2 separate regions of the Gossypium arboreum genome follow, and region 2 is linked to region 1. Evidence: chromatin contacts called from public Hi-C data. All regions are on one chromosome and are shown on one strand. Each heading gives the region's core, a stretch centred on a gene start, on an enhancer-like site or on the middle of the called end of the contact. The rest is flanking DNA. Distances are from core to core; before and after follow the strand shown.

Evidence for each region. A called contact is a pair of places that touch in the nucleus more often than the background predicts.
Region 2: a contact with region 1 is called in a Hi-C map of leaf, with 3 times the contacts expected there. The contact joins the promoter of LOC108489224 here to the promoter of LOC108476138 in region 1. A contact is called at or near these places in 2 of 5 Hi-C or Micro-C datasets (both in leaf).

The regions. Positions count from the first base shown.
Region 1 is chr3:23,353,068-23,358,056 of ASM2569848v2, reverse strand. It overlaps LOC108476138, which reads left to right and starts at 2,844. Exons shown (of 3, transcript XM_017778247.2): 1 at 2,844-3,192; 2 at 3,822-3,978; 3 at 4,217-4,502. The coding sequence starts at 3,190. The coding sequence ends at 4,263. LOC108476137 (F-box only protein 6-like) reads right to left here. Exons shown (of 2, transcript XM_017778246.2): 2 at 4,878-4,989. The coding sequence ends at 4,954.
Region 2 is chr3:24,120,176-24,125,223 of ASM2569848v2, reverse strand. It overlaps LOC108489224 (histidine kinase 3-like), which reads right to left and starts at 1,304. Exons shown (of 11, transcript XM_017793600.2): 1 at 1-1,304. The coding sequence starts at 214.

The sequences.
Region 1 (4,989 bases), core at 1,595-4,094:
GCCCCTGGGGGGCGTTTTTTACCACGTCAGCAAATCGCGCTTACGTGGAAGCATTTTGCTGACGTGGCAAAAAACGCTCCCCAGGGGCGTGCTTTACTGGCAATTTTCCCCTTAAACGCGGCCACATAGGTGCGTTTTGTAAAAAGAGGCCCTTTCCGGTAAATAATTGTATAATTAACCCATTTTCGTAAATATGCTTGGAAATGGGACTTTTTAGGTAATTTATGTCATAGATTATAAATAAACTACAAAGCTTTCTTCACTTTGTTTATTTTTCCTTTCAAACAATACTAAAGTAATAATAATGTGAAGTATACGGGGTACCACCATATCATAATAAATTAATAAATTAATAAATTACCATTAAAAATCCAACAACATGCTAGAATAAGGGCTAAGGCTAGCATTAGAACAGTTTGCACTAATATTAAAAGAAAAACAACAAATTACTATAAAACTTCTCTTACTTTCTTTTTTATTTTCCTTTCGAACTTTTTTTAATAAAAAACCTTTTAACTTCTTTTGCATTTTTAATTTTTTTATAAATCTTTATTTTTTCTTTTTATATTTTAAAAGTTATTTATAATTTTTAACTATTTTTTATAATTTTAAATTATTTATTGATATGGAACATAAAAAATATGCCACATCACTAATGAAAAGTGGACAGTCAAGTTATTCCCAATAAAAGAAAAGAGATAAAATTAAATATGTAAAATTTATGGCTAAATTTACTATTATGCCTTAAATATAAAACATCAAAGTAAGCATTTAATCAAAGAGGCTATTTCATTCATTCATCTAACATAAAGAGACGAGTTTACTTATTTTTTAATAAAATGGTTAAATATAAAATTAGTGCTCGAACTTGTTCACTTCTCCAGCATTAGTACTTATGGTTTTTTTTCCAAATTGGAACTCGAATTTTTTTTCGTCAGCTAAATTGATACCTAAGTCTAACGCCATTAACTTTTTACTTACGTGGCAACACTAGCCAATCGCGCAATGCCACGTGACGTCCTCTTATACCTCTTTTTCTTTTTGTTTTATTTTTTTTATTTTCCCCCTTTTTCTTTCCATTTTCTTTTCTTTTCTTATTTTTCTTTTTCTTCATCATTTCTACTTCCTTTCCTCTATAAAAAACTCATGATTTCACATTCCCTTCTTTCTTTTGTCAAAAACTCTTACCCCAAAAATTTTCACTCATTTTCTCACCATCTAATCATCACAAAAATCACATATCTTAATCCCCTTTCATTTTCCTCCCCATTTTTCAGCCACCATCAACCAAGCCCTACAACTTCCCCTCCCCTGTTCAAACTAACCCATAAAAACTCATGGCTTGAACCAACTGAGCTAAACTACACTTTCACCTATCTTAGATAACCTTGTGATGGGAACCCAATTGGACCGAGGTTGTTTCATGGTGGAGTGTCATTTCATGGGGCGTCATCAAGGGTGTCATTGGTAGCATTGAAATCAGTAGTGAGATTGGTAAGGATGCGAGTTTTGGAACATTTAAAATAGGGAGAGGCGAGTGAGGGATTTAAAAAAAGGTTGTTGGAGTGGTGTTTCTATTGCTCGGAAAAAGAAGGGGGTCTTCTTACATGAGAAACGTAAGGTTGCTCACTGTCAATGTCACTAACCGAACGCTTGGACATCTCTAGCGTTTTGATCCAACCGCCTCAGATGAAACTATCGGTAATGGCCCTTCCACTTCGTCTACTTGTTGTATGTCCACCATGTTTATTTTTCTTTACCTCTTAATTATGTTTTATTTGTAAATATTGTGTGGAAGGAAAAGTAGTGATAATAAAAATGAGAAGAAAGAGGGGTAATGTAAGATACAATTTCATGAAGCAAACAATAATATCAAAATAAATAGTACCTAATTTGTTTAAAAATCATTGTGCAAATCATAGTATCCTTCTTCACCATAAATAGCCACAATAACATACAAACAAATTACAAAATGAATTCTTCGATAAAAACTTTAAATTCTTAGAAACTTATAAAGTAAAATAAAAATCCAATGGAGTTGTCTACATCTACCATTTTTTTTTCTTTCTAGTATTTTCCCATGAAATAAAAAAATCTAACTACCCAAAAATTGAAAAAAATAGAAAAAAATTGAATGCAAAAATCAAAAAAAAAAAGATGAACCCAAGACTTGAAATATAAAAGATAAACCTAGAATCTAGAAGCTAAAAAGAAACCAAAGTTAAAAATATATATATATATATATTTTTTGTTCTTTCTCATAATTTCTCGGGAAACAAACAAAAAAAATCCAACTATCGAAAAACTTTATTAATAGTCAAGTTTCAATTACGAGTTTTTCATTTCGAGTCTATTGGGTAATCTGAATCTTTGTAGCCCGAATTTGAACATGTTTCCTCTATGTCTAGAAACTTTATTTTCTCAGTATCTTCTACCTCGAATAAAGAAGCAGCAGCAACAATAGTAGAATGTAAAGGAGAGGAATTGAAATCAGCCATTGAAAAGCAAACGTGTTAGTGGAAAAAAGAATAGAAAAGGATAGTGGGAAAAAGAAAGATCACGGGGTAAAAAAAAGAAATTGGGGTGGAAGAAAGGTCACTGAGAAAACTAAAGAAAAAAAAAAGAAATAGTTTTAAAAAAAAATTTAGATTATGACATCAATGAATTTAGATTTAGGTACTAATTTAGTTAACGGAACAAAATTTAGGGTACTAATCTAAAAAAATCATAAATACTAATTTGAGAAAAGTGAAAAAATTTGAGTGCAAATTATATATTTAAACCTTAATAAAAAAATTAAAATATACTATATAAACTGCTATTTGGAATAAAATTTTGGAATGGTATGATCATAATCACAATTTTTCAATAAAAATATATAAAAGGAAAGTAAGTGGAGTATCAAAATTTGAATAAGAAAAAAGGGTATAGTGAGATCCATCAAAAGCGCCCAATGAGAGCGAAGCCGGTGACGCTACTTACGCGTGACCGTCAACTATCATTTATTTTCCCGTCTTCAGCACTATATAAAGCGGATGGATAGTTGACATCCTCTATCAAATCCGGACATTTTCGCGAGAAAGTGAGAGATCGAGAGAGAAAATACTTCGCAGGGAATTAGCGAGATCCTGAAATTTTCCTGCGTTTTCTCTCTTCAATCTTCTCCGGCTACCTGATCTATCCGTCATCATGGTAAGTTTTTATTTTCTTTTTCTAAGAAACTGTTAATTTGTATTTTTTTTCTAATAATTGGTTCACTTCACAGTTTTCATATTTATTTTTCCTATTAATTTGATTATTATTTTTCTTGATCTTCTTGTATCTGAGTGGATCCAATATAAACTTCTTGTTCGTCTTCCGTCCTCTCCGAATATAGATTATGGATCTAAATTTTAGCGTGTTTATAAAATTGTTTGTAGATTTCAGCTATTATAGATCTAAATTTAGCAGATATATGCCTCACAATTTGATCTTGTATTTGTTCGAAAATCTTTTGAATAATTTATTCGTCTTTATATTGCTTTTCATTATTGTTTTAATTTAGAACTGTTGACCTGTCGTTTGCAAATAGTCTGAATTGTCTTTTATTTTTTGGTCAACAGTTCGAATTCTATTTTCACAGTTCAAAACTCATTCGAAACGTCGTTTATATTTCTCATAAATCTTGTATAAATGTTAAGATCCATCGCCAAATTAGGCCAGGCCGAGCATGGGATACCCTAACACTTTTATTCCCTAAAAGAAAAAAAAAATTGCTTTGTTTCTATTTATCCAATTTTAAAATTTACACTTTATCCCCTTACTTTTTCTGCTTTGGGCAGACAACATCAAGGCGTCTTGCAGAAAGAAAGGTGGAGAAGTTCCAAAAGAACATAACAAAGAGAGGAGCTGTGCCTGAGACAACCACAAAGAAGGGGAAGGATTATCCTGTCGGTCCTCTGCTTCTTGGGTTCTTCATATTCGTCGTCATTGGATCATGTAAGGATTCTTTGCCATCATATTTCCTTATTCAATGTGTATGGATAATTTGTCTGGTTTCTTCGTTTGGAAAGTGTGATATGTTTAGCTTTTCTTGGTGTTGAGTTTATTTCATTGTAATCTTCAAGGATGTTTGCTTAAATTAAAATATCTATATTTACAATTTAGAATCAAGATTTTCTGCATGTCCTGTCTGTCATGATTTACTGATCAACTTCATTTACATTCACCTTAACAGCTCTCTTCCAGATTATCAGGACAGCGACCAGCGGAGGTATGGCATAAGTCTGCACTTCTGATGTTAAGGAATTGCGAGGAGACTGGTCATGCATTGGGCTTTGCTTTTCTGTTAGTTTTGTAGGGAAAAACTGATGCTATATTTACTAGAGATATATGCTTACGATGTGAAATGTTTGGAATTTGAATAAGACCTCCCCTTTAGTTGTCTGTTCATTGTGCTTTGTCTGCTACTTTTTTCATTTATGCAATGAGATGGACTAAATACCGATATATTAGTGGTTGAACTGAGTTATCCGAGTAACTCGATATTTGAATGGTTATACCAACAGCTTCAGCAGATGATGCGTAAAGATTTTTATTTTTCGAGCTTTCTCACGTGCAAGCCCGCTAGATTTAGCTTCTATATGAACCTCATTCATCAAATTTAGCACTGAGTAGAGAATTTCCTGTTTAGGGTAATGAATCTTTTAAAAGAGGAGGCAACGCTCAATTTATGTGTAACTATGATCTCGATGCAACAAGACGGCAGTAGTTTCACACGCCTCATTAAGAACCAAGCGTGTTATTCACCCATAAGTCCAAACAAAAAGAAGAAAATAAAGGAAAAGCCCATTCCAATTTCCATGCAACCAAAAAGAAAATACGGCCTTAGGTGGGACTTGTTAGCAGCAACCGAACATAGTCGGGAAACATTAAAATAGGAAATAGTTTCCTTGAAACATAAAGGGTTGGAAATCAAGCAGTAGCAGTCAAGCAAGGGTTAAAAGCAAT
Region 2 (5,048 bases), core at 55-2,554, 770 kb before region 1:
ACTGATGGTGGATCTTGAAGCTATACTTTGAGATTTCATCCCAACATTTGAACCACATCTTGCTACCACTATCACCAAGGAGACCAGCCTTGGGGTCCTTAAATTCACCATTAATGGACCAGTTCATTGAAATCATAGATGCTATCCAGCAACATAACATCCAAACCAGATGCCCCACCTTTAAACCAAACCCAAATACATGAAGCAAACTCATCCAAGAAACAGTGACCAATTACCAGCTAACTAAGCAAACAGTAACCCCCCTTAGCCTGAAAGTGGGTCTTACCTGCTTGTTTATTCCAGCTAGAAAAGAGAGAGACCCATTGTCAAATCTATAGAAAACTGTCTAGTAAAATCCAACATCACCAGAAAACCTCAAGAACCTTGGGATAAGAGAATAAAATATTTTAAAAAAAACCCAGCAAACTCCAAATTGACTACAAGACAGAAGGTGTTGTAACCGTGCGGGAAAGAAAAAAAACAAAAGATGCCATCTTATCCAGCACTACACCCTCTAATAACTGAGAAATGCAAGATATAGGACCTTGAATTGAGGAAGACCATGGAAATTTTTCAAAATTACCATAAAAGAAAAAGAGAAATAGAGAGAATGAAAGAATCCCTCTAGATTCTGAGTTTCAATTTTCTAACCACCACCCAAATCCCAGAACAAGAAAAAGACTAGGCCAAAATGTCCAGAAAACCAAAAGGGTTCCAAAACTGGATATCAAATCAATAAAAACTTAGCTAACATAATCTTCCCTCAAGCCAAAAGAATCTGACAGGAAATCCTTAAATTCCTAAAATCAAGCACCAAGACAGCAATTAAACATGTGGGTTTTATTGTTTAAAACCCCCAGACCCAAACTTCACCTGTAACAACACCCTGTTGAGATCTATCAACAGAATTTTCGAGCTGATTTTTAGTACAAAGTAATCTTATTATTTACTAAAGATGACACTTTGCTGCTGTAGTTGAAGAGGGAAAAGAAGAACATAAGAAGAGTAGGACTAATGGACATCTACGATTGAGAGAATCTATGAAAGGAAGATGAGAAGAATATGGTTGTAGAAATGTCTGCTAGCATAGGCCATTATCTCTACCCATACCATTCACGACACCCCAACCCCCCCTAATTTAATAATACTACTACTATTTTCTCAACAAAAATAATATAAATTTAAATTCAATGCTTACAAATGTATTTAATTTAACATTTCATTTTCTACTACTATCAATGTTGCACTAATGCAACCTTATCTTATTCTTTCTTTTTTCCCCTTTTAATTTATTAACTAATCCAATTAATAAAAGTTGGAACCTCCCCAGCATAAAATGAGAAAACCATATTTTTATATTTAATTATCATTTATATCGTTGTAAAATAAAAATAGTTTTACACAATTTTATGATTAATATTATATCAATTCAATCGTCATATTCATTCTTCAATCATCTATGTTAAGTTCGCACAAATTAAATTTTTAACTATTTATTTTATGAAAAAATTTCAAACAACTAAATATATATTAATATAGATAATATTTTAGATCAATATAATAAAAATATTGGTCGATTCAAAAGTTCACTTATATGACAAGAACAAATATATTGAAAAATCCAATGGTTAAATTAGATGAAGCGAATAAATATTTAGGGGGGCCGGATAAAATTTTAATTTTTTATAGTTTGTATCTTTATAATTTGTATAGGATTAAATCAAATTTTTATAATTTTAGGGGAGGTCAAAGTGTAATTTTACTTTTATTAATTTAAATTTTTTAAAACATTTTAAGGACTAAAAGAACAATTTACATTTTAGGAGGGCCGGGGCGCATGCCAACCCCTGACTTCGCCCCTGGTTAAATTATTAAAATATGCATAAGAATAATTATGAAAAGATATAAAACTGCCTTGTTTTATATATTTAAATCAATACTATTTTGCATCATCCATAAATAAATTAACCATTTAAAAGTATAATAAATAAATAAATAATAGTTTTTAATTAACATCTTATGATTTATTAACAATGTGTTAGTTTATGTGCTATTCATAAAACAAATATAATTTTCTAAAAAATTAAAAATAACTTTTTGAGTTTTTTTCCATTTGTATGTTTAAGGACGTTGAAAAATAATATATATTAAATTATGGTACATTCATGAGAATATATTATTAAAATTTATATAAAAATTAAATGAAAATTTAATTAAAATGATAAAGTCTAATATTTAAAATCCAATTCAGTTAATTTGTGACACCAATTATATTAGAAATTTTAAGTATAACTAAAATATGACACTCATAATATAGATAAAAAATATTATGTAACAAAATATACTTATTAAAAGTTTATGATGTTTTGGTTGAAACTTGAAATGCAAATTTTAAATTTATAGTGTTTTTTTTGTTTAAATTTTATTGTGTATAAATTTTAATTGATTTATAAAATTCTAAATGGACAAAAATTCTCTCATTATAATATAACTTACTTTATAGAAAAGAAATGTATTTTAGTAATTTCGAACTAAATTGAAATTTGATTGATGAGTGGCACCAACTCAATTAAAGCCGGAGATAATAGATACATAGATAAAGATATATATTATGTTAAAATATATTCTTTTAAAATTTATTTAATAATGAATATAAGTGGAGTGGTAATAATTTTGTATTTTAACACTATCAAATGTGTTCGATCCTTAAATTGTAATTTGTAATTTTCTTATTTGATATAAAAGTATAAAAAAAAAACAAAAGAGCTATGATAATAATATTAAGGGTAAGCTACCGTTAATCATTCTAAATAGGAATAATTTTTATTTTGATCATTCTAATTTTTTTTGTAATTTGGCCACCCAAAATAGAAATTGATTAAATTGATCAAGTACTAATAAATGGTAATGGAATGCTAACTATGCATTCCATGTTAGTCACACTAATATTAGGGAAAAATATCTATTAGTCTTTCTAAATAAGGTTATTTCTATTTTGGTCGCCTCAAACAATACATGAAAATGCACCAGTAGTTTTTTCATTATCATTTTGTAGTGGAGTGACTAATTTAATCAATTTCTTTTTTTGGAGTGGCCAAATTTAGAAAAAGAAAGAAAAGGTTGGAGTGACCAAAATTAGAATGACTACTATTTAAAGTGACTAATGTGATAGTTTACCCTAATATTAATTATAATTTAAAAGAAGATGCATATTTATGATTTCATAATTTAGTTATGACCCAATTAAGGGTGATACTAATTTAGTAAAGTATTTAATATAAGCATATATAATGTAAAATAAGGAATATTTTTGTAATTTCAAAAATATAAACACTAGAATTAGACTATTGATATCAACAACTTCAATGAGAATAAAAATTTGTAATTTTTTTTTTTTTTTGCTATGAGATGTGGTGTGGTGGGTACTTGTCTTATCCCTTAACCTTGAGATCAAGAGTTTGATCTCTACCCATGAGAATTAAACACATTTCATAGTCAGTTTTTACCTTTTAAAAAACACTTACGACTAAGATTAATCGCTACTACTAATAATCAACATCTTGATTTAAAAAAATGTTAAAAACTAATGATTAAACAAGTAGAAAATGAATTGTTTTTTTAATTGAATTATAAACCTTAATCTTCTAATTAATAAAATCTTCATTTTACATTTTTCAACAAATAAAATCTAAAAGTAAGTGTAAGAATGAAACTCGTTTTTCATTAAAATAAATCATATGGTTGAATGAGAACGAACAAATTTTTGAAATTAAAACTGGATTTTAAATTATAAATTTAAAAAAAATTGGTCTACATTTTAAATTGAAACTCCACTGAATTACACGTTTGACAATGATAATCTGTAAGGAAAACTGACGGGTAATGATAAGTCAATTATTAATCTCTTTCCCTAGTTTATAGTATGAAAAAAATTAATTAATTAAATGATTTGTCAAATAAAATGTTTTGTAAATATGGAGAGAGTTTTATGTTTTGTTTAATGGTAATAAGATATACTAAATACTAAAAGGTTTCAAAGAAATTAGATTATTTTTGTAAATAAAAGAAATATGAATGAGCGATAATGCAGTAGTAAAAGAGTAATTAAGGGCAGTTAAAAAAAAATAAAAAGCGGGGGCAGACTTTAATCAAGGCAATGTCACTAAAGTGGTGAGTAGGCCATCAAATATTACTGGACAGCTCACTTCCTCTTTTATTAATGATTGTTTGGGTTATTACAATTTTATAAATTATTAAAATAGTAATATATAAAATATTTAATGTGGATGTGATTAGATTTGTAAAAAATTATAAATATTTTTAATAAATAAAATTTTAAGATATATATTAAAATTAAGTAAGTAATATATAAAAAAATTTTTTTTCATAGCAGAGCATGCAGAGTAAAAATAAAATAATGAAAAACACATATTTAAATAGAATTTGAGAAAGCAAATTATGCCACTTAAATTCTCTATTAAAATTCATCAAAATGTTCAATTTCTTAATTAATTTTACTTAAACAATTAAATTTATTTTTAAAATTTTAAAATCTTGATATAAATTTTTTTAAATTTTCTATTCAAACACTGGATAAGATCCACTCAATTACTTTTTATCTATTAATAGAAAATTTAAATGTATAAAACTCGTACTAAATTTAAAATTTAACTTATAAATAATGATTTATTAATTAATGAAAATAATGGAACGAAGATAAATCTATCCAAACACGCCATTAGAGTCGGTCTCTCTGGCTTATCGACTTCTCTCTTCCTCATAGCCAATCAAAACCTCCCACGTTTTCAACTCTATAATGACTTTGCCTTCATTTATTCATCTATTTGCAGCTGCCTCTGTCTTTTTCCTTTTCTGGACGCTTGCGTCGGGGCTTTTAGTTTTATGTGAGTTCGTAAAAGCTCTTCTTTTTCTCCATAGCAATACAATAATATTAAATAAAAGAGTATATATTATTCATTTTTAAAAATTATTCTAATTGATATTATTAATAATTTTATGTGTTCGTCATTCAATTTTAAAAAGTTACA